Regions from separate parts of the Mus musculus genome. Here regions 2, 3, 4 and 5 are each linked to region 1. Evidence: chromatin contacts called from public Hi-C, HiChIP or PLAC-seq and Micro-C data. All regions are on one chromosome and are shown on one strand. The core of a region is the stretch at or near the end of the contact, and the rest is flanking DNA. Distances in the headings are between cores, read along the strand shown. Region 1 holds the start of Fgf9 (fibroblast growth factor 9). Region 2 has its middle 92 kb from the start of Gm33430. Region 3 has its middle 74 kb from the start of Gm33430. Region 4 holds the start of Xpo4 (exportin 4). Region 5 holds the start of Lats2 (large tumor suppressor 2).

The links. Hi-C and Micro-C count contacts between places; a contact is called where the count stands out from the background. HiChIP or PLAC-seq counts read pairs in DNA pulled down with a chosen protein or histone mark.
Region 2: an H3K4me3 HiChIP or PLAC-seq map of stem cell-derived neural progenitor cells shows a contact between it and region 1, with 13 read pairs. The contact joins the enhancer-like site here to the promoter of Fgf9 in region 1. A contact is called at or near these places in 2 of 39 promoter capture datasets (cranial neural crest and hippocampal neurons), 7 of 484 Hi-C or Micro-C datasets (the C2C12 cell line, embryonic stem cells, myocytes and 2 more), 12 of 115 datasets of contacts at active chromatin or transcription factors (craniofacial prominence, embryonic forebrain, embryonic limb bud and 7 more) and 2 of 9 other capture datasets (embryonic stem cells and liver).
Region 3: a Hi-C map of uterus shows a contact between it and region 1, with 4 times the contacts expected there. The contact joins the enhancer-like site here to the promoter of Fgf9 in region 1. A contact is called at or near these places in 3 of 39 promoter capture datasets (the C10 cell line, cranial neural crest and hippocampal neurons), 13 of 484 Hi-C or Micro-C datasets (the C2C12 cell line, cerebellum, embryonic stem cells and 5 more), 14 of 115 datasets of contacts at active chromatin or transcription factors (cardiomyocytes, craniofacial prominence, embryonic forebrain and 8 more) and 3 of 9 other capture datasets (adipose tissue, embryonic stem cells and liver).
Region 4: a Micro-C map of embryonic stem cells shows a contact between it and region 1, with 5 times the contacts expected there. The contact joins the promoter of Xpo4 here to the promoter of Fgf9 in region 1. A contact is called at or near these places in 1 of 39 promoter capture datasets (pre-B cells), 1 of 484 Hi-C or Micro-C datasets (embryonic stem cells) and 1 of 115 datasets of contacts at active chromatin or transcription factors (embryonic stem cells).
Region 5: a contact with region 1 is called in a Micro-C map of embryonic stem cells, with 5 times the contacts expected there. The contact joins the promoter of Lats2 here to the promoter of Fgf9 in region 1. A contact is called at or near these places in 3 of 39 promoter capture datasets (all in embryonic stem cells), 14 of 484 Hi-C or Micro-C datasets (differentiating embryonic stem cells, embryonic stem cells and hematopoietic stem and progenitor cells), 4 of 115 datasets of contacts at active chromatin or transcription factors (all in embryonic stem cells) and 2 of 9 other capture datasets (adipose tissue and embryonic stem cells).

The regions. Positions count from the first base shown.
Region 1 is chr14:58,069,672-58,074,626 of GRCm38.p6, reverse strand. It overlaps Fgf9 (fibroblast growth factor 9), which reads right to left and starts at 1,941. Exons shown (of 3, transcript NM_013518.4): 1 at 1,295-1,941. The coding sequence starts at 1,571.
Region 2 is chr14:58,518,124-58,523,078 of GRCm38.p6, reverse strand. No RefSeq gene overlaps it. Among named protein-coding and RNA genes, the nearest start is that of Gm33430, 92 kb to the right of the region's middle. Within about 2 kb of position 1,943, at least 24 of the 459 cell types and tissues checked have an H3K27ac peak or open chromatin away from gene starts, as enhancers often do. A contact at or near this core is called in neural progenitor cells and stem cell-derived neural progenitor cells, where this site is marked.
Region 3 is chr14:58,500,706-58,505,660 of GRCm38.p6, reverse strand. No RefSeq gene overlaps it. Among named protein-coding and RNA genes, the nearest start is that of Gm33430, 74 kb to the right of the region's middle. Within about 2 kb of position 2,575, at least 8 of the 459 cell types and tissues checked have an H3K27ac peak or open chromatin away from gene starts, as enhancers often do. A contact at or near this core is called in the C2C12 cell line and uterus, where this site is marked.
Region 4 is chr14:57,662,507-57,667,461 of GRCm38.p6, reverse strand. Xpo4 (exportin 4) reads left to right here and starts at 2,224. Exons shown (of 23, transcript NM_020506.2): 1 at 2,224-2,574. The coding sequence starts at 2,506.
Region 5 is chr14:57,743,924-57,748,878 of GRCm38.p6, reverse strand. Lats2 (large tumor suppressor 2) reads left to right here and starts at 2,756. Exons shown (of 8, transcript NM_015771.2): 1 at 2,756-2,989. Gm52140 reads right to left here. Exons shown (of 3, transcript XM_030248241.1): 2 at 2,541-3,584. The coding sequence ends at 2,567.

The sequences.
Region 1 (4,955 bases), core at 692-3,191:
CCTCAGTAGTGAGCCAAGGGGGAAACCCTGGGCCTCAAGAATCTAGACTATCTTCATCCAGGCCTGGACCCTCCTCACCTCCCGGCAACATCCACAGACCATGAAGCTAAACACCTAGTTTAGATTTCGTTCAACATCTGGCATTAAGGCATGAGGAAGAAAAATCACCACAGGACTTGGTTTTACGACCTAGTCTAAGTGTTGTCAGGTGGGTTCACTCAGGAGTTAACTCCTTCCAACAGTCTGGTTGCCCAAACTGTGGATTTATTTTTTCTTTTTTTTAAATAAGGGGAAAAACCTAGATTCCACACACCCCGCCCCCGCCCCAACGCCAGGCAGAACTGTGTTCGCTGACTTAGCACTGCACCACTGAAGGTGCCCCGCCAGGCACGTGTGTGGAGGCACGAAAGTGGGCAGAGTCCCCACCTGAGTCTGCAGCCTTCGGTGCTGAGTCACAAGTACCCTGCTCGGAACGTGAAATCTTCGGAATGCCCTTTAAAATGAGCCTGCAGCTTTTGCAAGCGCACGCAAACACTCACACCAGAAAGCCACTCAGGAAACCCACACAAGGCTACACGCTGTGGAAATTAAAAAGCGGAGGTTGGGAACCAACGGATGGAAGAGCCGGCACCCCTAGTGGGATTTCCGCCCCCACTCGGGTCAGTTTCCCCAGGGGCTTCTGCCCCGGATGTTTCGGATCTAAAACACGACTTCAGTGCTTCCCCCAGATCACCCAGCAATCTTTGCCTGAGAGATTTCAGACCAGCCACCGGGAATAAACGACACGCTTAATTTACAATTCAGGCAGAATGCTTATTAGAGGAAAAGGGAAGGGAGAAAAAAAAACTTAATTTGAGCAAGATACCAGCTACCTACAGGAAACTGGATGCAGTTTAAAGTTCTTAGTGGTTAAAGCTTTAAACTAATGGAAATGGGTCCGTTTAAAAAGAAACTTCTTAAACCTTATCGTCTCACATATCAAATGAAAAAACTTGGGCTTTGGGTTATATTCATACTCACACTCACACACCCTCCTTTAAGAAAAATAAAGAAGAAGAAAAAGAAAAGAAGGGCCTTCTGAGGGTGAAGTTGCACCAATGCCAGACGCAGATCTGCAATTCCGGAGGCTTTTTCCCCTCCCTGGGCTGGCAAGATACTCAAAGATGTGGGGGGCAGGGGTTATGAATATGAGAATATAGCCCTTCGAGCATCCCCGCCTAACCACCACCTTTCTGGTAGTTAATAATCTGACCGTGTCAGCGCGTGGACAGTGAGGGGTTAAAGGCATACCTACCGAAGCGGCTGTGGTCTTTCCTGGTTCCCTGGATAGTACCGTTGGGGAAGATCTCTAAATGAAATCCAGTCCTGCAGTACAGCTGCCTCCGCCTGAGAATCCCCTTTAAATGATCCAAGTCCGTGACTGCGGGGCCCCGGGGCAGCCCCCCTGCTTCGGACTGACCCAGGTGGTCACTTAGCAACACCGGACTGTCCACCGGCAACACCGGTACGTTCCCGAACGGTACCGCGTCCTGCACACCGAAATAGCTCCCAACTTCACCTAAGGGAGCCATCAGAGGACTCGGCTTTTAAGCACAAGAATAAACAATAATGATGGTATCAACCAGGAGACACTAGGCGAGGTATATCCAACTCCCCTCCCTTGCCGCAGTTGCAGACAGAGAGGGAAAAAGGGTTCTTTTCTTCAATCCATCCGATGCATAAATAAAAGTAATCGGCTGTTTCTCTGGCACAGGTTCAAGGTCAAACCACTGATAGTCTAAGAAGCCACCACTTTATACTCACACACTGACATTGATCAACACAGCTATGCATCGCTACATATGGAGCCTCGACTCTCAGCAGGCAGAAAGGTCTTCATCCCATCCGACCGTAATAAGGGAAAAAAATCCGTAGTTTCTCCATTTGCTTAGAGATCAGAATGACCATAGCAACGTAAGTGCCTGGGCGATATTACAGGGATTTTTAAGATGCTCGGGCTACGTCAGAATTTACGGATCCTGACTCCAGAAAGGCATGCGCTGTTTTTACTCTCTAACCGACTCTGCAGACATCAGCATGAATCCTTCAAGGGGAAAAAAAAAATCTCACGTTGGCGGCGGCGACAAATCTCTCCTCCCAGTCCCTCCTCCAAAAAATAAAGATAATATAACAAAAAGAAGGGGGAAAAAACTTTCGGCGTCCAAAGCTAGTATCCAGAACGCTGCAGAGGCTCTGCGGAGGTCCAGCGGCTTGCAGTGAGGCGAGCGGCAAGCGGCGGGCGAGGACCGCGTCCCGGAGCTCGCGTGCTGCCCGGGCTGCCGCGAACAGGTGTCGCCGCGCGGGCCGCGCAGCGCCGTGGCCGCGGAGCGCTCCTCCTGCGCAGCCCCCGCCGGCGCGCAGAGTGGCGCAGGCGGCGGCATTGGGCCGGGTTTAAGGTAGCGCGGCGGCCGCCCCGCTCCGCCCGGTCCTAGCGCCCGCCCTGACGCTCGAGCCGCTCTGCCGCAGGCCGGGCACAGGCGGGCAGAGCGCGGGACTTCTCCGGGAGGACGACCTAGGAAACCCGGCTTTAGAGACGCCGGAGACGCGGTGCCAGAGACGGGAAGCAGCAGCCCGAAGACATTCGGCCACAAGAAATCTAGCTTGCTAGAGACGCAGGGTCAGAGGGGAACTGAGAAAGCAGTTTTCGCGCGGACTCTGTAACCTTGCGTCGCATTATAAAATAGACTGGGAGGGAAGGGTTGGTGTAGGGAGCTTGGTTGGACAGGGCAGTTTCTCTTTCATTCTACAGCCAGACTTACAGACGCGCAAACAATATTGCAGGTAAGACAGTTGGGTGTGAGTCAGATTCTTCTCTCTCTCTCTCCCTCTCTCTCACTCTCTCTCTCTCTCTCTCCCTCACACACACACACACACACACACACACACACACACACACACACACACAAAACACACACACTGGTGGGCCCACACTCGGGTTTGTTAAGGGAATTCTGGTTCGCATCTTTGAGTTGTTCGGGTCCTGCCTCCCCCCAGGTTCCCGCGGCTAGGAGCAAAGGGCACCCAGGGCGCCTGAAAACAGCCCCTGTCCTTGAGTTCGACTCACGCCCCAGATCTGAGTGTGCGTCTTCAGGGAGAAGGTTCCAATGAGTTCTCTCTCGCCCCCAAACAAAGCTACTCAGGACGGGCTTTGCCACCTTGAGCTCTACTTTGCCTGGAAGTGAAAGGCTCGAGTTCCAGGGTTGCTCCATGGCCCGAAGCTCTCTGCATAGCCTAAGAGCCAGACAGGAGCCGCCGGCTGGGCACGGGCGCTGTTCGCTGCTCAGGGCTCGCTCGCTGCCGCGGGTGACTTGGAAGCCGGAGCTCTGGTCCCGGGCCAGGGCTTTTGCTCGAGGCCAGCAGCCTTTGAGCCCAGCCCCATGCAGGGACAAAGAAACGCACTGCCCAGGGCAGCCAGGGGCAGGGGCCGCCGGTGGCGCTGTACGCGCCCAGCCACCAGCCAGCACCCCGATCCGCTGAGCGCGGCGTCCCCAACACAAGCACTGTCTCCGCAGCCCGCCCGAAGGCCTGGTCGTCGCCCCCCCCCGCCCCCCCCCCCCCACGCTCCTCTTTGTTCACATTGTCTTAGACTCTCGGGTCAAGATGGTGAAAGTTGCTAAGACTTGAGCGCAGCTCCCGACGGCGTGCGAGAGGGAAGCAAAGTCCAAAGACCAGAGCCCTGCAGTAGAGAAGCAAATAAAAGGCTTTTTTCTGGGGGAGAAGTCAGCCTATGGCGGCGAAGCCCTGGGGCTGGCCCTACTCCGACCAGAGGGTTTCGCCCCAAAGACGGAGGAAGCAATGAATTTGCAGATTTCGCTGGCGTTGGAGGTGCCCATCCCTGGAGCGACCTTCCCCTGCCCCCGGGATTAGAAAGCGTGCTCCCGCAAGGCCCCAAGGGAAAAGAGTGGGGCCAGGTGACCCTCCCCTCTGTCCACTCCCACACCTCTTTGCCGCAGTCTGGGGTCATCGGGAGTCCGGGCACTGGCTTCTTGAGTCTGGCTTACAAGTTTCCACTGCAGAAGAACCCTGCTGTGTGGTATTTACAGCAGTCTCATCCACGGTGTTAGAGAGCAGGCTGTAACGCTAACTGCCTAGTGGCAGATACAAGAAACTGGGAGGAAGTGACACTTCTCATAAACCATTAGAGTAGCTCGCATTAATCACCCCAAGTCGCCAAGGGCCGTGGATTAAGCAGGGGCGCTGCCTTTGTACCCTTTGGGTACAAAGTGCCAGGTTGATTTTTTTTTTTTTTTTTTTTTAATGGTAGAAGCGATCGAGAGAATGAAATGCAGACAGGAAGGCACTTTGTAAAAGGATGGAGAACAGGGCGCAGACATTTCCTCCAAGGCAGTTTTTCCACCAACTGTCTCCAACCAAGTCTTTTCGGTCTGAATTTAGCCTCTTAGCCTATGAGCAGAGATCATTTCCGCCTTTGAGTCTTGAAGCATCCTGTCCCTTTAAAAGTGATGCAGCAGTAGGAGAGAGTAAAGTAGCTGACCCAGCACTTTTGTTGGTAGAAACTGCAAGCAGCCCTTCGCATCTCATTCCCACTACAGTTAGTTTAGCTCCTTTCATCTGCATCCCTAACTCTGCCTGCAAGCTGCTTTCCTGACTCCCTGCCTCTTTGCTTGCCCATCAGGTTTCTTTGCTACTTACATTTGGTCCTTTCCCTACACAGTGATAGAAACGATGACCTTGCTGTTTCCCTGACCTTATAACGTTTCTTTCCAAGCAGTCAACGGGCTCCCATGGCAAAAGGTTTCAGGATTACTTCAGAGCTATACCATAACTACAGACTCCCCACATTCAGCTTGTAGGATGTTTTTACCAATACTCTTCAATGACTTACAACAAGATGGTGGCTTTGCTTTCTAGACACACATGGTACAACTAACTAACTGGCTTCATTACACCTGCCT
Region 2 (4,955 bases), core at 694-3,193, 450 kb before region 1:
GCAAGTCCCAGGGATCCTCCTGCCTCCCCTTCCCCAGCACTGGGATTACAGATGTGTGCCACACATCTGTTTTAGTTGTTGTTGTTGTTTTAACATAGATATTGGTGCTTGAGCTCAAGTATTTATTGTTGCAAAACAAGCACTTTGTCAACCAAGAGAATACAGGAAAGTCACCCCGGGGACACAATGCTTGATCCAGGTGTAGGTACAGATTACCCCCACTTCCCAAAAACCAAGTATTGGATCCCACCAAGCATTCCATAACCAGCAGCTGAGCATGGCTTATATTAGTAATAGAAGCATCATCTTCCACTCCCCCTCGCCCCTCCCTTCTGCTCAGGACACCAAGGTAAAGTGCTGTTCCATTCACCCGAGATGGTTACTCCCATGACTGCTGGGGACATTCAAATAGACAAGGATAAATTTAGAGGCTATTTGTCTCCTTCAACTCTAGGCCACCTGAAAAACAGCAGGTGGTAGAGTCACAGAGCACCAGTAAACACCAGGCTTGGATTCCAGGCCCAAACTGCTTGATGATAGCCATGACACAGTTTGGCCTCTTCCATGGGAGGGGACATTTGTGGGAAGACGTTGACATCTTTTCAAAGCGTTAGAAGACTTCCGACTGGCTAGAGCCTGGATAGCCAGCTCTGCTTCCAGTGGGTACACAGCTGTCTAAATGGAGCAGGGGAAATTATAGGGGAGAGGAAGCAGCTGACTAAAAAAGAAATAGGAGAGCTCACTTCTCCCTAGGTACAGTGCTGACACCCTTTGCAACCCCAAGTAGGAAGTGCACGGGTTGACAGTCAGCCATTGCCACATGAGAAGGCCACCCACTATTAGCCCTATCACAGAAGAGTTGCTGATGGCTGAGTATGCTGGACCTTCACAAGGAAGGAGGTCCCCTTACAGCTTGCAAATTCAACTCCTCATTGGAACTTGCCTTGTGAGAATTTACATTCAGTCAAGGAACTTTGAAATATTCAAGTTCAGATCTCACCGAGGAGGTCTGACCTGGTTTTTCTTCTTCCTCATAATTTCCAACACTGACTCTTGCAGTCTGTCCAATGGGGTGCCACTCTGCTTCCCCAGATGCTAATGCCATGGAAATTGTAGGACCAGAGAGAGAGAGACAGAGACAGAGACAGAGACAGAGAGAATCAACATTTGGTTCTATATGGTACCTGTGAAAATTAATTCCCTTGTGTAGCAACCAGCATTCCTTGAATGGCATCAGTCAGAAGGTTGGGATCACCCTGCACATGTATCCTTTATGCTCAGAAACACTGAGAACTCCCAGGGTACAAGTAATGGGTGCTGGGAGAGGCCTGGCCTTGGCTTTCGCTCCTCTGACCACTGAGATCAAAGCTAGAGATCAGACCCAGACTCTGTCTAAAGCAGAGCAGGATGCACTCCATACTGTCACGTGCTCACCTGACCTTACCCACGAGCTCAAAGTAGCTGAGCCTCGAGGGTCAGAGAGTCCAGCCAGCTCTCTGAATGCAAGAGGCTGGAGGCTGGTCGGAAGGTGGCCAGGGTTATAATACTGGTGTTTGAGATGTTTGTGTGGGTGACTCGTTCTTTTCCTTTCAGATATGCTAAAAAGAATTTCACCACTAGGAAAGCAGGGCCATTCCATATAAAGTCTGAGATGATTACCACTGTCCCTGAGTGAGAGAGAACAAAGGAAGAAGTTAGGCAAGGTCACACTAAAGGACATAGAGATTGGCAGAAAAACATTCAGGACAGTAAGAGAGCCGTGCTGGCCTCCCAGGGTCTCTCTGGATTGGACCTCTGGTTTATTCAATGTGTACCTGAGGTGCTGAGTCATGTAGCAGATGTTCTCATGTCCAGTGAAACTTTATGCACGCTGCACGGTCATAGGGTCTCTTCCAGACAAACAGCAAAGGAGATTGTTAGCTCTAACAGGACCTGGGACAGTCTCCCTGCAGACAATACATCCACTGTCTGGGCTAACAGCCAAAATGGAGTGGTGACATTCCACCATGCTGGGAAATGTTGTTAAACAGCCAACAAGAATAACAAGAGAAAAGCACACTTTTATAGTTACAAAAATTAAATATAAGACATTTCCGCACCTTGGCTCACTATGAAAAGCCAGTGCTTTCTTAGCTCTTACCTGCATAAAGCCTCAGCCATGTCAGAAGTCCATCTCTGGGGACAAACACCCTGAGAAGTCACCCTTCCCATGGAGTGAGAGGTAGGATGAAGTCAGGGCTAGGATGTTTCCCGTTGGCAAGGTCCTTATCCATTTGTGAGTTCTTTGTTGGCAAAGAAGTTCAGACATTTTGAAAAATATACCCCTTAAGGTTTATCTCCCTTACCTCAATGTTTGGAGGGGAAAGCCCAAGCAGCAGCCAGAACAGCCTAACAGTCTGTGAATGGTCCGCAGCTGCAAGCATAGGGGTTTCCGGGGTTTGAAAAGACTGTAACCAAGGAAAGCCTAACTCAACAGCTCAACAGCATGCACTGTGGGAAGCCCAGCAATGTCACCCATGTGTCACTGTTGACAAGGACAAAGAAAGACGGGTGTTCCCCAGGGCTATTGTCAAATGAGAAGAATTGGAAGGAGAAGCTGAGGCACGTGTGAACACTCTCCAGAACACTGTGGACTTGTAAAGCAGGCAAGAATGCGAACCCTGACAATTATTAGAAATATCCATTACTTCACTGGTAGCAGCATTAGTAAATACCCTTCATTTCTCCATGGCAAATCACCTGAGTAGTTTTTCAGAAGCTGAAGCACGGGTGTGGATTGGATGGCATCGTGCACATCAGGTTAGAATAAGGTATTTTGCATGTACTTGCACTACAACCTATGACATCAGCACATGGCATCTTTCTGACCTGAGGCTTCTCAGCCTCCACCAGTTTTTGCCTCTCAGGTTTACTTACCATAAAGGGTAAACAAGGTGCTACGTCATAGAGTTAGCAGGCTTCCTAAGGCTTGAGTGCTCCATATATGGAAAGCGCTGGGATCAAGGCACTTATAATATTGTTATGGTCACTATGACTATTATCTCCATTTTATGTTTTTTTTTATTGTATTATTTTCTGTGTATGAGTGTTGGCCTGCATACATATCTGTGCAGTGAGTATGTGCCTGGTGCCCACGGAGGACAGAAGATTCAGGAACTGGAGTTACAGGCAAGTGTTTGCTGCCATGTGGTACTGGGACTCAAACTCAGGTCCTCTGGAAGCTCAAGTAGTCTTAACCACTGAACCACCTTTCTAACTCCCTACGTTTTATGTCTAAACCCAATCTTTCTTCATAAAACTAGTTTATTAGAAGGGTCCAAGCCATGGGTCACCTCAAATGTGCTAATGTTTCCTCTAGACACAGGACACAAAGCCATAGATTGTTTGGGGTCCCAGAGGACTCCCCTAATTTACTCCACTTTTCTGCTCAGAGCCTTTCCAGATATTGTTAATTCTGATCTGCAGGGGGTGGAGACCAGACAACTGAAACTTTTTTTTTTTCTTTTACAAAAAAAAAAAAAATCTATTTGAAAGGTTCTAGGCTCTTATCCTGAGGCTTTTCCTCGGGATCTCGTAGGTCTATGGGGATTTCTCACACAATCACTAAGAGCACTGGATAGACCTGCAAAGGAAATTTACAGTACAGGAACTGGAAACAGGGCAAGGGGTGAAGGGAGAAAGTACCAATAAAATCATCTGCTTTTGAATTGTTGGATTTGATGCTGTCAATTATGGCGGGATAGGGTTACCATCAACTTCCAAATGTGGACAACACTTGGTCAGCTGTCTATCTGTTTGTTAAGAGTTCAACTTCTAGTGGTATATACCCACATCCTCAAACACATTTCAACTCAGCCACAGAGAAGCCAAGAGCTGACCACACTGAAGACAATGGGCCAGAAAGCATATTTTCAGGGTGATGCCCAAAGCCTTCATTCCTGGCAATCCAGTGGCTACAGATCTTTATTTCTAGGACCACACACCCTAGAGGAGCTATGGAAAAAGATGAGTTGGTTCTGCCCTGTACTTTTGATGTCCCTTATAGCCTGGAAGGCCCCTTCCAAATACTGCTTTATAAATTGTTCTACGCAGTTCCTGCAATACTCACCAACACAAAAACAAAGAAGCAAATATGTAAGCCCTTCTCCAGATGTGCTCCCAACATCCTCTCCCACAGTCCCATTGGACCCAAGAATGGGAAGGAATAGATTTTTTTCGTCCTGCCTTTCCCCAGTCCCTTAACTCTGCCATCCAAGACCCCAACTGTGCTCAATTTCAAAATCAGCTGCTCAGCTTCCAACTTCCCTAGCAGAGACAGCTCTTCCTAGGTGCAGGTGGGGACCTTCTCAGAAACTGTTTGTCCCCAGAAAAGTATTGGCTCTTCCACAGTCCTTCCTGTACTTCACAATCCATCCCTGCCATTTTTGAGCCCTCCAAGCCCAGTGGGCATCTGAATCTGGTCCCCATTAGGCCAGAGTCCCTCTCAGATCCCTGTCCATTTGGCCGAACTCCACAGAGTCCAACTGCCTCCTCCTCTAAACAAATGCCATCCCATCTGAGGCTCTGGGAACGAAGACTTGCTTTGGGAAGGGACACTCAGGCTGGGCCTTGGATTCCCGTGGTCTGAGCCATTTATACAGCTACATCCCTAAAATGAGAAGAAGGGAAAGGATTTAGATTTGTTTTTCAGTACAGTAATCCTGCAGTAGGCTTAGGTTAATGACTCAACCAAGAAGCTTCCCCTACTACAAGATATCAGGGCTAGATGTCACAGGTGCAAAGATTTCAAGCACAAGCCACTGAGAATGAAAGGCCAGGCACAAAGGCGGAGCATAGGGCAGGTCTGCATCATTACACTTTCATGGTGACTTTTAATGTTCACCAAATATGGATAACCATAACTTCATTTCTTTTTACAAGATCTATTCAAAACTTTCTCTGGAAATCCTAATTTC
Region 3 (4,955 bases), core at 1,326-3,825, 430 kb before region 1:
TCTGGGAGCCAACTGTCAGATGATATGCCAGAAATATTAACGTGGATCTTCTCTTACATTTTAGTCTGTTCTTTCTGCCTAAACCTGAGCAAGGCTCTCGGTCCATATCAGTTAGAAGAAAATAGAGAATGAAGCAGAGTTTAGTCAGCATACCTGCCTGTGGAGTGGTATAGCACCTTGTTTCCTTGTAGGGGGGAGGGGGGAGGGGACCCTTGCTGTAGTTATGCCAGAAGTAAAGCAGCAATTGAAACCCAACTGACTCCATCCAGGCTGTGCATCAAATGACAGAACAGGAAGATAGACAGACCAGGTGTGGAAGGTTCTGAACTCAGAGCACCCCCTCCCAGTTACTCTCACACCAAGCTGCTCTTCTGGGAAGCTTATAACCCCAGCTGAGGGATGCATTCCATCTTCCTCTACAAGGCCATTCTGGCCATCTGCACACATGGGTGACACAATGCTGTCTCTTCATAGATAAACATGGTCCCACCTAATGGCAGACCAAGTTCTCTTTTACTTTATGCCTTCTGTACAGCTGCCTTTAAATAATCTAACAATTTATATACTGCCTATAACTCCAGTTCCAGAGACTCTGACCCCCTCTTCTGTCCTCCAAGGGTTCTTACACACATGTGTACACACACTCACACACATACACACACAAACACACACACACACACACACACACACACACGCATACGCACACACTTAACATAATTAAAATTTTCCTGTGAACAAATACTGATGACGGGAAAGAGCAGATCACACAAATATGACTTCACCTGGGCCTCTTGGAAAGTGAATCAGAGTGACCTCAAAGAGAATAAACATGAATAAACTATGCTTCTGGATTTTGTATGAAATTAACCCCTATCATGTGGCCACTGACCGCAAAGTGGGACTTTTACCAAAGATATGTTGATATGTTATTAAATGAACTGGGTGAATTTATCAAAAGATAGATCTTGGACACGTAGTATGCATCAAAAATAGCTCGAGAAAGTCGGGTGTGAAAGCTCTAAAGAGATACTAAAACAGCTGTGGAAATAACCAGATGTTGATGAGAGCCAATAGTAATAGGAACACCAAATGTTGGGGAAATATATAAAGTATCAGGCTTAGCATGCATTCACAAGCTAGACATGGGCACTAAAGCAGTCCTTTCTCATGCAGCCTCTGGCTCATGGGTGCCATAAAGTGCCTGTAGTATGTCTTCTGTCCTTAATGTCACTAGCAGGGTTCCTAAAGCCCAGAGGCTGTATTGGTGGTGTAAAATACCAAGAGAGTGAAATAAATAGTTAGGAAGGGACTTCCAGCTGGTGATGAGAGAGAGAGAGAGAGTCCCAGTGCGACACAGTGCACTGAAAAGCACACTATGCAGAACTCTGCAGAGAGTGCAGAATGGATGTCCCTTCTGTGCCCCAAACATGCAGCCCAGCCTCATTGCAGCCTTTGTGACTACTTTACACTTCTAACGTTGCCTTTGATGTTTGTTTCAAATGCATTCTTATTCGATGAAAATGCTGTGCAAGGGGCGTAGCATGGCGTGGCGTGATATGTCCCGGTCCTTTAATCCTTTTGTCTGGCATGGATCTTGAACTCCCAGGAACGGGCAGTGGCTCAACTGAACAAATATTTTGGAATACTCCTTAGAGTACCGGGGAGTGAGGGGAGAGTCTAGGGGAATCCGACACAGTCCACACCCACCACATACATTATGACAATATCACTATGGCCAGGTAGGCACAGCGGAAAACCTCAGAAAAGTTTCAAAGGACAAATAGCACAGCGTTACCAGGTTGTAGAAGGCTTTTGAGGAGAGGTGGCCACTAATGAGTTCTCTAATTGAAAGCAGGTTTGCGCTAGTCCATGATTACGTCCTCCCCAAAGACATGTGTCCATTATCCAAGGTTTTTCTCATCTACAACACCTTCCCTTCCTGTGCCAAAGGCCCACGGCATGTCTTATGATGCTACAGCCCATACCCAGCTGTGCCAACCTCTCCCTACTGTCATTGGATAGCTATGCTTCACCCTTTTCACGGCAACTCACTCTCCAAGAAAGAGCAGCAAGTACCAAATTGACCATTTTCCCCATAGCCTAGGTCTAGGCTTTACTATCATTTTTCTGAAGTGTTGCCCAGACACAGGACCTCGCTGTACCCATTTGATTCCCCCTTCACTAAGGGTTTTCACGACTACTAGTTTGAATTAAGAGCACTCTTTGTCTAAGCCAGCTCTGGGAATGATTGCTTTCTTCAGCTCCTGGACATCTCTCTTCTTTCTTGTTCATTGCAACAGGAGAATCTGTCACAGCAGAAGAATCCAGAGACTCAGCCTGCAGAGTAATCATTCCTAGGGCAAAGATGCACGTAGTTTACATTGCTGATAATTTACCAGAACTACAGAGGACTTGACCTATGTCATTGGAACAGAGTCTCGAAGCTACGGAGGATGAAGAATCAAAGTCACAGACATCCAAAAATAGGTGCCAGAGAGAGCGTGTTAGAGGCTAGTCTGCCCCTGACTCATCTTAGAGGACTGCGGGTGGATGTGCAGTTTTGTCCAACTTCCAAGGAGAATCCAGCAGATACAACACAGCTGTGGGATTGGCAGCCACATGCGGTCTCCTGTGATGGAGGTAAGCAGAGAGTTAGAGGATCGCTCCTTCTGAGGATTTGGGACAGTGCCGTTGGGCTGCCTCATCAGCCTGTTGTTTAGGACCTAGTACTAGAAAGGCCATCAACTAACCGCAGGAATGCTTTAATGTTGTCAAACACATCCTGCAAATATCACAATTATCTGCAGCTCAGTTGCTTCATTTTAAACTAATTATTTATGTGGCATTTGAGTGTGAGTCTGTCTGCTTGGGTGCATGAGTGCCACAGAGCATGTGAAGAGGTCAGAGGACAACTTGAAGGAGTCAGTTCTAGCCCTCTATTGTGTAGGTCTTGAGGACTGAAATCAGGTTTAGCAACAAATATCTTTACCTACTAAGCTGTCTCACCAGTCCATGAGTGACAACTTTTAAAACCCCTGACCCTGTAGGGGTTCTCTCTCTCTCTCTCTCTCTCTCTCTCTCTCTCTCTCTCTCTCTCTCTCTCTCTCTCTCTCTCGTGTGTGTGTGTGTATGTATGTGTGTCACACATGTAAAAATGCCCAAAAATTATTTCAAAATCAAATATACAAGGTAGACAAGTTGCTCCTGACATACTCTCCCATGATGCATGGTGCCACCTCACTGTGGCCTTGGTTCTGAAAGCGCATACACACTCTGCATCACTCAAGTAATGGCCATGCAGGGTGAATGAACACTGCCTAAAACATCTCAGCTTAGACTCTACATAACTGTGTGTTATTAATTCCAGTTTCTTTTTACTCCAAGTACAAGGGTTTTTTTTTTGTTGTTGTTGTTGTTTATTTGCTTGCTTGCTATTGCTATTTATTCATTTGTTTTCTTTTGTAAAAACATAATGGTTTAGCTATGGGAAAACAAAAATTTTACATTGTTTTACCATATTCCTTAGCATGCAATTATCAATATAGTTTTGGGGAATATATTGTGTTAGAATGTCTAAGTTTAAGAATTAATGTTAAGCAACTAACTCAAACTCCATTTTAAAAAGTTAAATTTTTACTTAGTATGGAATTCCCAACAATTTGTAATGGTCCTAAGTATTTTTGCCACTTGACATATTTAAGACTATATTCTCACCAATGATAACTATAAAATAAAGACATGGAATAACTACAAAAAGCATTGACAGTGTTCTGTGTCTCTCTTTATCAAATATTCAGCTGAGATTTAATTTTTAATATAAAAATATATTTTAAAATTGTATGTGTGTGTGTGTCAGACAGTGAGGGAGGGGGAGGGGAGGGGAAGTGGAAGGGGACGGGGAGGGGGAGGGGGAGGGGGAGGAAGGGACAGGGCATTGGGAAGAGGACAGCTTTCAGAAGTCAGCTCTCTCAGTATACCAAAGAATTGTTGTAAAATTAATTTTCTTAAAGTTTACCCACCCGCCAGGGGCTTGAGCTCAGTTGGCTTGGTGGAAAATGCCTTTACCTGCTGAGCCATTTAACTGTCCCTCTGGATATAAAAATAAGCAAACACATCTATCTCCTTAGTTCAGAAATCTCCTTATGTCATTGTCTTAGCCACTTTTCTATTCCTGTGAAGAGACACCATGACCAAGGCAATGCTTTTAGAAAACAAAGCTTTTAATTGGGAGCTTGCTTACAGTTTCAGAGGGTGAGGCCACTGCTATCCCGTAGGAAAGCAGTCAGGATTGGTCCTGGAAGAGTCAGGCTGAGAGCTTTACATCCTGGTCCATAGGCAGCAGTCAGAGAGAGAAGGGGGTGGGGCGTGATGTGAGCTTTGAAAACCTCAAAGCCCAGGGCCATGACATTTCCCTCCAACAAGACCACACCTCCTAATCCTTTTCAAACAGTTCCACTAACTGGGCACTAAGCATTCAAATACATGAGTCTATGGGGACCATTCTCATTCCAACCACCATAGTCTTTAAACAGTAAGATTACATACATTCAAAATATTTTTAAAATACATTTTTCTTATGGTTTATTATTAGTAGTAAAAGTTTGGCTTGTATGGCTATTTGATATATCTGCATACTTGATATCATGTAAAATTTTCTCACGAGAGGTAAATAAAGAGCATGCTAGCATGAAGACCCGAGGTACCTAGCATCCACACAGAAAATCTGAGTGTACCAGAGTGCACCTGTACTCCTTCCTGGTGCTGGGAACATGGAGACAGGAGGATCACTGGGGTTAGTTAATTTGCCAGTCTCCCTGAATTATTGAGCTCCAGGTTCAGTAAAAGACTCGAAAACTGAGGTGGAGAGTTACTGTGAAAGACCCCTGACAGTGGTCTCAGGCCTCCAAAGGCACACATGTGGACATGGGAAGTGACGCTTTCACACACTGATTCTT
Region 4 (4,955 bases), core at 975-3,474, 410 kb after region 1:
TCCAGCCCCCAAGACAGGGCTTTTCTGTGTAGTCCTGGCTGACCTGGAACTTGGTCTGTAGACCAGGATGATCCCAAACTACCTGCCCTTGCACATCAACCATTAATCAAGAAAATGCCCCACAAATCTGCTCACAGGATAATTTGATGAAAGTAATATTTCAACTAAGAAATATTACTTAATTTTCAAGATTAAAGACCCTTGTCCAGATGTCTTAGTCAGGGTTTCTATTCCTGCACAAACATCATGACCAAGAAGCAAGTTAGGGAGGAAAGGGTTTATTCAGCTTACACTTCCACATTGCTGTTTCTCACCAAAGGAAGTCAGGACTGGAACTCAAGCAGGTCAGGAAGCAGGAGTTGATGCAGAGGTCATGGAGGAATGTTCCTTACTGGCTTGCTTCCCCTGACTTGCTCAGCTTGCTCTCTTATAGAACCCAAGACTACCAGGCCAGGGATGGCACCACCCACAATGGACCCTCTCACCCTTGATCACTAATTGAGAAAATGCCTGACAGCTGGATCTCATGGAGGCCTTTCTTCAAGGGAGGCTCCTTTCTCTGTGATAACTCCAGCTTGTGTCAAGTTGACACACAAAACCAGCCAATATACCAGGTAAGTCTAGATTTGTGTCAAGTTGACAAAAACTAACTAGCACAGTGTATGTTACGGATGCATGAAGGCAGACAAGTGCAGAGGTCAGAGGGCAATTTACAGTCAGTTCTCTCTATTTGCTATGCACTTTAGGATTGAAGTTAGGTCCTCAGGCTAGTACTGAAAGTTCTTTTATCTGCTGAGCCATTTGGCTGGCCCCTGTTCACACAAATCTCAACAGGAAAACCACCATTAACAGCACTTCAACTAATTTTGTCATCTGGTAATGAAATGAAAGACACTTTTATTTCTCAAGCAAAAAAAAAAAAATCTCATTAATTTACTTCTCAAAAATAGTAGAGAAGTCAAAAAAATCCAAACAAACAAACAAAAAACCGATTGGCCATGCCTTTAATCCCAGCACTGAGGAGGCAGAGGGCAGGTGGATCTTTGTGTTTGAGGCTGGCCTGGTCTACAGCGTGAATAGAAAAATCCTGTTAAAAACACAAGAAAAGGGGCTGGAAAGATGGCTCAGCGGTTAAGAGCACTGACTGCTCTTCTGAAGGTCCTGAGTTCAAATCCCAGCAACCACATCGAGGCTCACAACCATCCATAGTGAGATCTGATGCCCTCTTCTGTGGAGTCTGAAGTCAGCTACAGTGTATTTACATATAAAATAAATAAATAAAGGCACTGAGAGTGGGTGGGGTGAAGAGAAGAATTTACATTTGTTTCAATAGAAACAATAGTAATAGAGAGATAGCTTAGTGGTTAAAAGCACTGGCTGCAATTCCAGAGGACTCAGGTTCAGTTCCAGCACCCTTACAATCATCAGTAACTCCAGTTGCTGGGGATTTGACACTCTCACACAGACATACATGCACACAAAACAATGCACATAAAATAAAAAATAAATCATTTAAAAATTAATGCAATTCTATTTCGAAGACACAAAACCTCAAAGGGGCGGAGGGCAGACTTACAAATCTCTGGGAAAACCAGGAAGTCTACAGAAGGAACTCAAAAACGTGGATTTTCCCCAGAAAGCAGAACAGGCAGTCAACAAAACTCAGAAAATGGAGCTGTCAGGTCGAAACATACAAATACTTCAACTAGACCACCTTTTGAACATTGAACTAGCTGATGTCGGGATCACTTTCCTGGACGTAGACTTTGAAAAACAAAACCTTAAAGAACCGGAGAGAAGACAGCGCGTTGAAGTTACTGTAACGCACCTTTCCTCGCAGATTCTGTACTTAGCATTGCTATTATAAACTCCTGAAGTCCAAAGCTGGCGGCAGCTGAGCCCTTACTGACTTCAGGAAGCCAAGTGGTTAGGGAGAGGGTTTCAAAAATCAAGAAAACCAAGCATTTCGTCCACGGATGCCCTTTTCTCACAGCGGAATGAACCGCGGAGCGGGAGGCATGAATTCTGGGCGTAGACGCACCCTTAGGAGAGCGCTTCCAAGGCTAAGAGATCCTGCTCCACACCGGACAGCCTATGGGAGCGAGAGGAAGCTCCCGCACGGGCAGGACACCCAAACCTTAACCCGCAGCTAACGGGCTGCGCGGCTCCGGTCCAGGACCTCGCGGCCCGCACCCAGCAGGGAACCACGCATGCGCAGGCCCCAGACCCGCGCGGGATGCCCGGCCGCGGCTGACAGAGCCAACCGCTCGGCCTCGCCCGGTGCCGGCTGCCGCCGCCCTCCTCCCAGCGCCGCGACCGGGCTCACGCTTGTCTCCTTCCAGCTGCTCAGGAATCGGCGGTCCCGTCAGGCCGCTGGGGGCGCGACGCCGACGGCTGCTGCGACAGCCCGGGAGGCGCGAGAGGCGCCGGGGTCGCGGCGGCGATTGGCCGGCCGCGGCGCCTGCTCCCAGAATGCAGCGCATGGCGCGTCATTGAAGAGAGACCATGATGGCGGCGGCGCTGGGGCCCCCAGAAGTGATCGCTCAGCTGGAGAACGCGGCCAAAGTTCTGATGGTGAGGACGCCGGGTCCGGAGAAACGGGGGATTAGTGGGACTCCGGCTGGCTCTCCCTGGTCAGGCCTGCTGTCCGCTGGGTTGGTGGCCAGGAAGGGCCTTGGGATGAACCCTGAAGTGGAGGTGGTGGTGGCGTGGCGCAGGATTCTCCATCCTACTTTCCTCTTGCCTTGGTTCTTTACTTTCTAGTGCTGTCTCCTTCCCTGACCGCCTTGTTCCTCCGCCTGGCACTGGGGTGTAGTGGTGTAAGATGGAGAGTTTCCTGTGCCGCCAGCTTCGCTCCATACCTCGCTAGGCAGACTGGGTAGCAGAGCAAGGCACAGGGTGAACCCCGCAGGACTTGGGTTAGGGAACATTCTTGGGACTGTGTGCATGACGCTGGGGAGTTGATCCTGTTAGGAGAGGGATGGCATAGTCTGGGTGCTGTTAGCAACCCTCGTTCTCTTGTGGATCGGGTCCCCTAGCTCTTTGCCTGACATGCAGACTGTTCTGGGTAACCGCAGCAGGCGGCACGTGGACGGACCGGCCGGAGGGAGAGAGGCTAATCTTTAGGACCAAGGTCGTTGGGGCAAAACTTGGTTCAAGACCTACTCTTTGTGGGTTTCGCGTTTTGGAAAACTGACTCTGTGGCAGGTTCCCAGGTACTTATTAGCTGAAGTCTAACAACTACCACGAAATAGTTTGGTGAGGGTGTTTGAGCAGGACGAGTCGGTATTATAAACAGGATTTCACATAGGGAGCAAAAGTAAGGAGAAGGATACTGTTTCGTTACTTAGTAAACTGTGTGTCTTATGCTTGCTGGCTCAGCCTGATTTCTTTCTTTCGTTCTTTGTAAATTATGACGATTGCATTTGTAGGGTTTTTTGTTTTGTTTTTAAAATTAGATGTCCATTTTATTACTTGAAATGATTTAGACATTTTAACAACTAAATGCAGCTAGATTTCTTTTTTACCCTACTTTAAGGTTACTGTCAAGGATTCTGTTGGAGCATCCTATTTAAGGATATTTTAGTTAAGGCCTGGAGAGACTGCTCAGTAGTTAAGAGCACGTGTTGCTTTTCCAGAGGACCTGAGCAGGTTCCCAGGTCAGGTAGTCAGTAGTTACCAATTGTAACTCCATTAAGTTTTGTCTTCACATACAATATAAGATGCTTTGGCTTTTAGAAAGTGAGAAGAGGGCCTAGAGAGATGGCAGCTCAGGGATTAAGATCACTTGTTGCTTTAGCAGAGGACCCTGCTCAGAACCCATGGTGATTTACAACTGTCCTTGACTCCAGTTTCAGGGTATCCGATGACCTCCACGGGCCATGCAGATAAAACACATAAATAAATCTTTTAAAAAAACATGCAGTAAAATCTTAGGTTTAATAAAAGTTTACGAAAATCCCCAAATACAGCACCCCCGAAAATACCTGATTTCCTAGGAAATAGGGGTAATGTTTTTAATTAAATTCCAAGAACTCAACAGTGCTCTAGTATTGAAATTGATAGGTTAATTGATGGTGTTCATCATCGGCCTGATGGGCATGAAAAACAGTACTAGTATTCTGTTGAGTGCTAGATTTGGGTTCTATATTATGAATTCCTGTAGCAGCTTTGTACTGTGGAGAGAAACTGAGGTTCAAAGCAGTAGGTCACAGCAAATTTAGTGATGAAACTGATTCATTACTTAGTTTACCAGATTCCCATTTCAGAATTTAGAACTCTTTACTCTGTAGCATAGCTAGGTTAGACCTCACTATGTTTGTAGCCCATGCTGGCCTTGACATTTTTGTGGTCCTTCATCAGCCTTCAGAGTGCTAGACCACAGGCACGCGCTAAATCCTAACACTTCTTAACTGTTAATTTTTTATTCAACATGTTGTTTTTCTCAAAATCAGCATATTAATTATCCTACAAGGGTACATTTAGAATCAGTCCTTTTAAGGTTATGGAGTAAGATGTCAAACATAAAGTATAATATGGACCTACAGGGTGACGGGTATAAAGGGCTTAGTGAGATGGATCACTGGGTAAAAGTGCTTGCCACCAAGCCTGGGACCTGAGTTGGAACCCCAGAAGCAACATGGTTGGAAAAAAATGATTTTTGTCTGACAGGTATTAATAGGGATGTTTTCTGTAAACACTGCTTGCTAGGAAATAAATGTAAAGGTAGACGAGCTAGAATGGTGAAGTGCTGTTGTAACTTAGTCATGATAACCAAATAAAGTCACATAACTTTCTGAGAACATTGTGGAAATGGGAAACTGTTGTTTTGAGACAGTGTCTCATTTTTAGTCTTAGCTGGCTTGGAATGGAGGTCTGTAGGTCAGTCCAAGCGTTAGAATGAAAGAGTGTACCACCACACCTGACAGTGGGGCGTGGGGTAGGGCAGGGGGGCT
Region 5 (4,955 bases), core at 1,507-4,006, 330 kb after region 1:
GACAAAGTGCACGTCTAGACCATCACTCTAGGCTACGACACGGCACACACAAATAACATATCTATCTATAGATGCTGGTTTTCTTACTAAATATGCTGCTGTGCTCACCTGGCCTTGTGTTCTCTCTCCCCTCAGCTACACACATCACGCAAATGTACTTATTTTGCTAATTTAAAAATATTTGTTGTTGGTGGCTATCCTACTATTGATGTATTGATATATCAAAAGTTATAAGACAAAAATATCACCTAGAATCACTATGACCAGATACTATACTTTAAAAATTATTATTATTTTAAAGACAGGGTCTCACTGCCTCAAAGCTGGACTAGAATTCACTATGTAGCTTCAGATAACCTTAGCCTTCTTATCCTCCTGCTGACTCTCCTGAGTGCTGGGACTATGGGAACACTCCATGATGCCTGACTTGATCGACTGTCGATCAGTTCCCTCATCAAAGCCCTATCTAAGACACTTATTTCCAATTTGTTTCTAGTCTCAGATGCGCGTATTTAAAAACATTTTAAAAATTAAAGGCATAAGTAGTGTAGCATCACCTTTGTGGCTCACAGCCACCCCCAACTCTGGTTCTGAGGGACCCGATGCCCCTTTCTGGGTTCCATTGGCACCTGGCTCACATGTGGTGCACCTACCTACATTCAAGCCAAAGACTCATACACATAAATAAATCTAAAAAAAAAAAAAAGAATGTTGACAGTTTACCTTCAGATTTTTAATAAAAGCAGCAAGCACTGTAGATTAACTTAAAACATTAGTGTTCCCTCCTCTGTCCAATTTCCATTCCTTCTAAATGGGCTATGGCTATCATGGTTGTAAATGGGCTATGGCTATCATGGTTGTAAATGGGCTATGGCTATCATGGTTGTGGTATGTAAGAGAGGTGAGTACAGAGTCCAAAGCCTGTGTTTATTTATGGAGATGGTGTCATGACATATGTACAGTTCTGCAGTTTGCTTTTGTTCACCCCACATTGGTTCTGAATTCTGTCTGTAATCATTTGTCCTTTGGCAGAAATAAAGCCGGCCTCTTTACTTAGCTTCTCTCTCTCTGCTCCTGCTGTCCAGCTGTCCTTGGCTTTTCACTATTATAAATAGTGCTGTTGCAAAGAGTTCTTGCTTATTTGTTTGTTTCGTTGTTTTTGGACAGGGTTTCTCTGTGTAGCCCTGGCTGTCCTAGAATTAACTCAGTAGACCAGGCTGGCCTCGAACTCTGAGGTCAGCCAGCCTCTGCCTCCTCAGTACTGGGATTAAAGACATGCGCCACCACTGTTTGACAAAAAGAAAGTTATTTTTGTTCTTTTAAAAAAAAGATTTATTTTTATTTATGTGTGTGTCTGTGCTAAGCATATGCACATGTGTGTGTGCATTTACCCACAGAACAAGGCATTGGATCCCTTGGCACTGGTGTCTCTGTCTCTCTGTCTCTCTCTCCCTTCCTCCATCCCTCCCTCCCTCTGCACCCCTACTTTCCCCCTCTACCGGGTTTCTCTGTGTAGCCATGGTTGTCCCGGAATTCTCTCTGTAACCAGATTGACCTTGAACTCAGAGATCACCTGCTTTCCTGAGAGCTGGGATTATAGGTGTGCATCACTAACCGGCTTCCCTAACATTTCTTAGAGCAAGAGATAGGAACTTTTAACACACAGTGAAGGTTGCCAGTGCGCTTGGGGAGATGGGGGAGGAAGTTCCCAGGTGAGTGCTAGACTCCTCTTTTACAGAATATTACTTGATGCATTGGTTTCTCATCACGGTGCAAGATGTCAGTGTAGCACACAGGGTCAGGCTGACTAAAGAAAATGAGGCTAATCTGCAAGAGGCTTAATTATTAAAGTTCAAAGGACAAAGAAATGAGAATCTCTGGAAGAAGCCTTAAGGGAATTAGAGAGGTGGGGGTGGGGGTGGGGGTGGGGGTGGTGGTGGTGAGGGGCAGTCCAGGACTAAAGTCTGTTGAGGCAGTTAAAACAGTCCTGACAAGGGTTCTTCTGACAAGACAGCCTGAATTTGGCACAGGAGAGGGGGCTCGACTTCCTTCCCGAGGACAAAAATAAAAACTGGTACAAATGATCTTCACTCTTGTGAATTTCTTCCGGAATTGAAACTTCAAATGTCACGTTTGCTAATTAAAGAGGAAGTCTGGTTGACTTTTAAGACTATTAGTCCCCACCATCACTTACCACAGATCGTAAGTTGGTGGGGAGTGTGACGTTAGACAGCCAATAGTAAACGAAAGACTTTGCTTCCACGCTGTTATTTCTCAGCGTCTGTCCCTGGACCAAATCCCCAAATGGAGGATAAAGGAGTGGCCGAAGTGTAAACGCCAGTCTCCTCGGCTGGTTCGTGCAATACTGATGTGTTTTATAAAACCATAAGGCACTTTCCTAAAACGTGCCCAGGGAGGGAGCTGGTTAGCCTGCGTCCGGTTAAGCCCAGGCTGTCAGGCGTCCCGGTTTATTATTTGATGCCCGGGTCTCAGCAGCCGGCTGCACTTTCCGTGGCTGGCACCGGGGCCTGTGAACTTACTTTTCTCACCCACTGGTACGAGGCGTTTAGGGAAACCGGCGCTCCCGGGCTGGGGGCTTCCGACGCGAGCCCAGCGCAGGGCAGGTGGCCGCCCAGCCAGGCGGCGCAGGAAGCGGCCCGTGGGGCGGAGCGGGCGGCGGGTAGCAAGGCCGCGGGCGCCCCGCCCGGGCTGGTATGCGGCCGGGAGTGACGCGGGAGGAGGGGTCACGTGACGCCCGTGGAATGCCAACAATGTAGCGAATGTCCCGCTCGGGTCTGCGCTTCGGAACCGCGGCGTGAGCGCCCCGGGAAGATGGAGCCGCCGCCGCCAGCGCCGCCGCCGCTTCCCCGGGCTCCCCCGACCCTCCGGGGTCAGCAACCACTGCCGCCACCGGCGCCCGGTCTCCCGGCGCGCGAGGTCCCGGAGCCGCGGGCCAGGACGCCGCCGAGGGTGTAGAGCGCTCCCGGAGGTGAGGGGCCGCGGCCGGGAAGTTTGTCGGGACAGGGCTCCGCCCGGTCCCACGGGCGAGCTGCCCTGCGGGACAGGGACAACCCGTCCGCTGGGTCCCGGGCGGGTGCGGAGCAGCGGGTGGCGGCGGCGGGGCGGCTTTGTTGTGCTCGCGCGGCGGCGTCCGGAGGCCCAGACCCCGCGTCCCGCGGCGCCGACCCCGCCCAGCCTGGGCCTCCGTGCGCCGCGCCGTCCACCACGCGCGCTCGCGGCCTTGCGCGCTGCACCTCTGGCCCTCGGCGGCGCGGTGCCCGCCCGGTGTCCGGTGTCCCGTCCCCGGCTGCGCCGTCCGGCGGTCGGTGCGGGGCGGTTGCGTAACGTCTCTTTTGAGCCGACTTCTCCCGGGCCGGCCTCCGCCGCGACTCCACGGCCTGAGTCCGTAGCGCTGGTCACGCACGAGCCTCGCCTGCGTGGCCCGGGTCTCGCCCGGGCGACTTCGGCCACCAGCGGCGTGCAGGAGGCGGCCGGGTGAAAACTTATGCCTGTGAGTGTGAGCGGGAGAGAACTGGACGTGCAGATTTTGTTGACAAAAAAGTTTGAGCGAGGACTTTTCACGCCTTTAAATTTCCCCTGCTTGCCCGTAATGTAGCCGCTTATTAGGGAATTTGTACCAAGTCTTGCTCCATATTTTTAGTTTAACCCCAGGTTAGGTCAGTAAATGATGCTCACCAGTTTTGAGTGCTAAATCTGGAGACAAGGCTACTTTTTGTGATTTTTCTTTTCTCCCCTTTTAGCAACTGTTGTAATAAGGCGCTAACAAAAAAAAAAAAATCTTCCAGCATAGGAATGCAGACGCTGCTTAGAAAGCCTGTTTTTAACTTAACTATAGTTAACAATACATTACAGTATTCAGCCTCTCGTAAAATTTTGGTTATCCAGGTATAGAAAACGCTGTTGAACGAATTCACCATGGTTCCTTTGAAATTGCTTAACTTTTACCACACTTCAAAATGTCAGCTTCATATGGTACCAACAGAGGCTGCTATACAGAATTACAGAATCCGAAGTTTTGAACTGAGAGTTTTTCAGCTTCGCCATCTAGTTGGAATAGTATAAATGTAAATTGGAGCTGTGGGTTATTTCTTTCCTTCGAGAAATCACGGCCTTGGTGGGAGGGACTTTCAGTGGTGGGAGGGACTTTCAATGATGGGCGGGGAACACGTTTACAATAAAATGCCTTGTTATTTTAAATGCTGTGTTGTAAATAGCCTGCCCTAGGCCCTTAAAACCCACTGGAGAGTAGAATGGAGGTTGGAGCTGGTAAATCCACACTAAACTCGAACGAAAGCTATTGGGGAACCATGTGGGGGAGGGTAACGCGGGGGTGGGGGTTTTGTGTTTGTATCGGGAAACCTAGACCAACACAACGTTTTGTATTTATTTCATGCTTGTAATAGCGCGAAACTTTTAAGTAATATTTCGTACTATTTAAAAATAGTATGCTTGAAGGACTACAGATGATAAATTTAATGCATTTATGTTGTCTTGGCTGTGAATGTGCTGTACAAATGGTTGATATGTTCCAGTCCACAGAAGGAGCGGTTCAGCTTCGTGGAAGCTGTAGAAATTACCAGAAATCTCAGTCCTTCTAAAAAGCTCATTGCTTGGTGTGTTCTCTGGAGCAGCTGGAGTTGAGGGATGTGTAAAGGCACAACTGTTGTGTCACCCTCTGAGGAGCACGCACCCTCAGAGTTTTCAGGACTTGCTTGGGCTGCTAATATCCCTGAATGTTAGTTAACTGCTCTCTCTCAATGCTTTTAAGCCCAATGCTACTTGATTTGTTGTTTCATCTTGAAGCTATAATAAAACAGTAATGTTGGAAGTAGAGATAATTGGTGGAGATACTAAAATTAGGAGAGAAATTTGGCACTGCTTAATGCTTGCCGTTCACTTGGCAAGTACTTTATGTTGGTTAATGTCTAGACTGT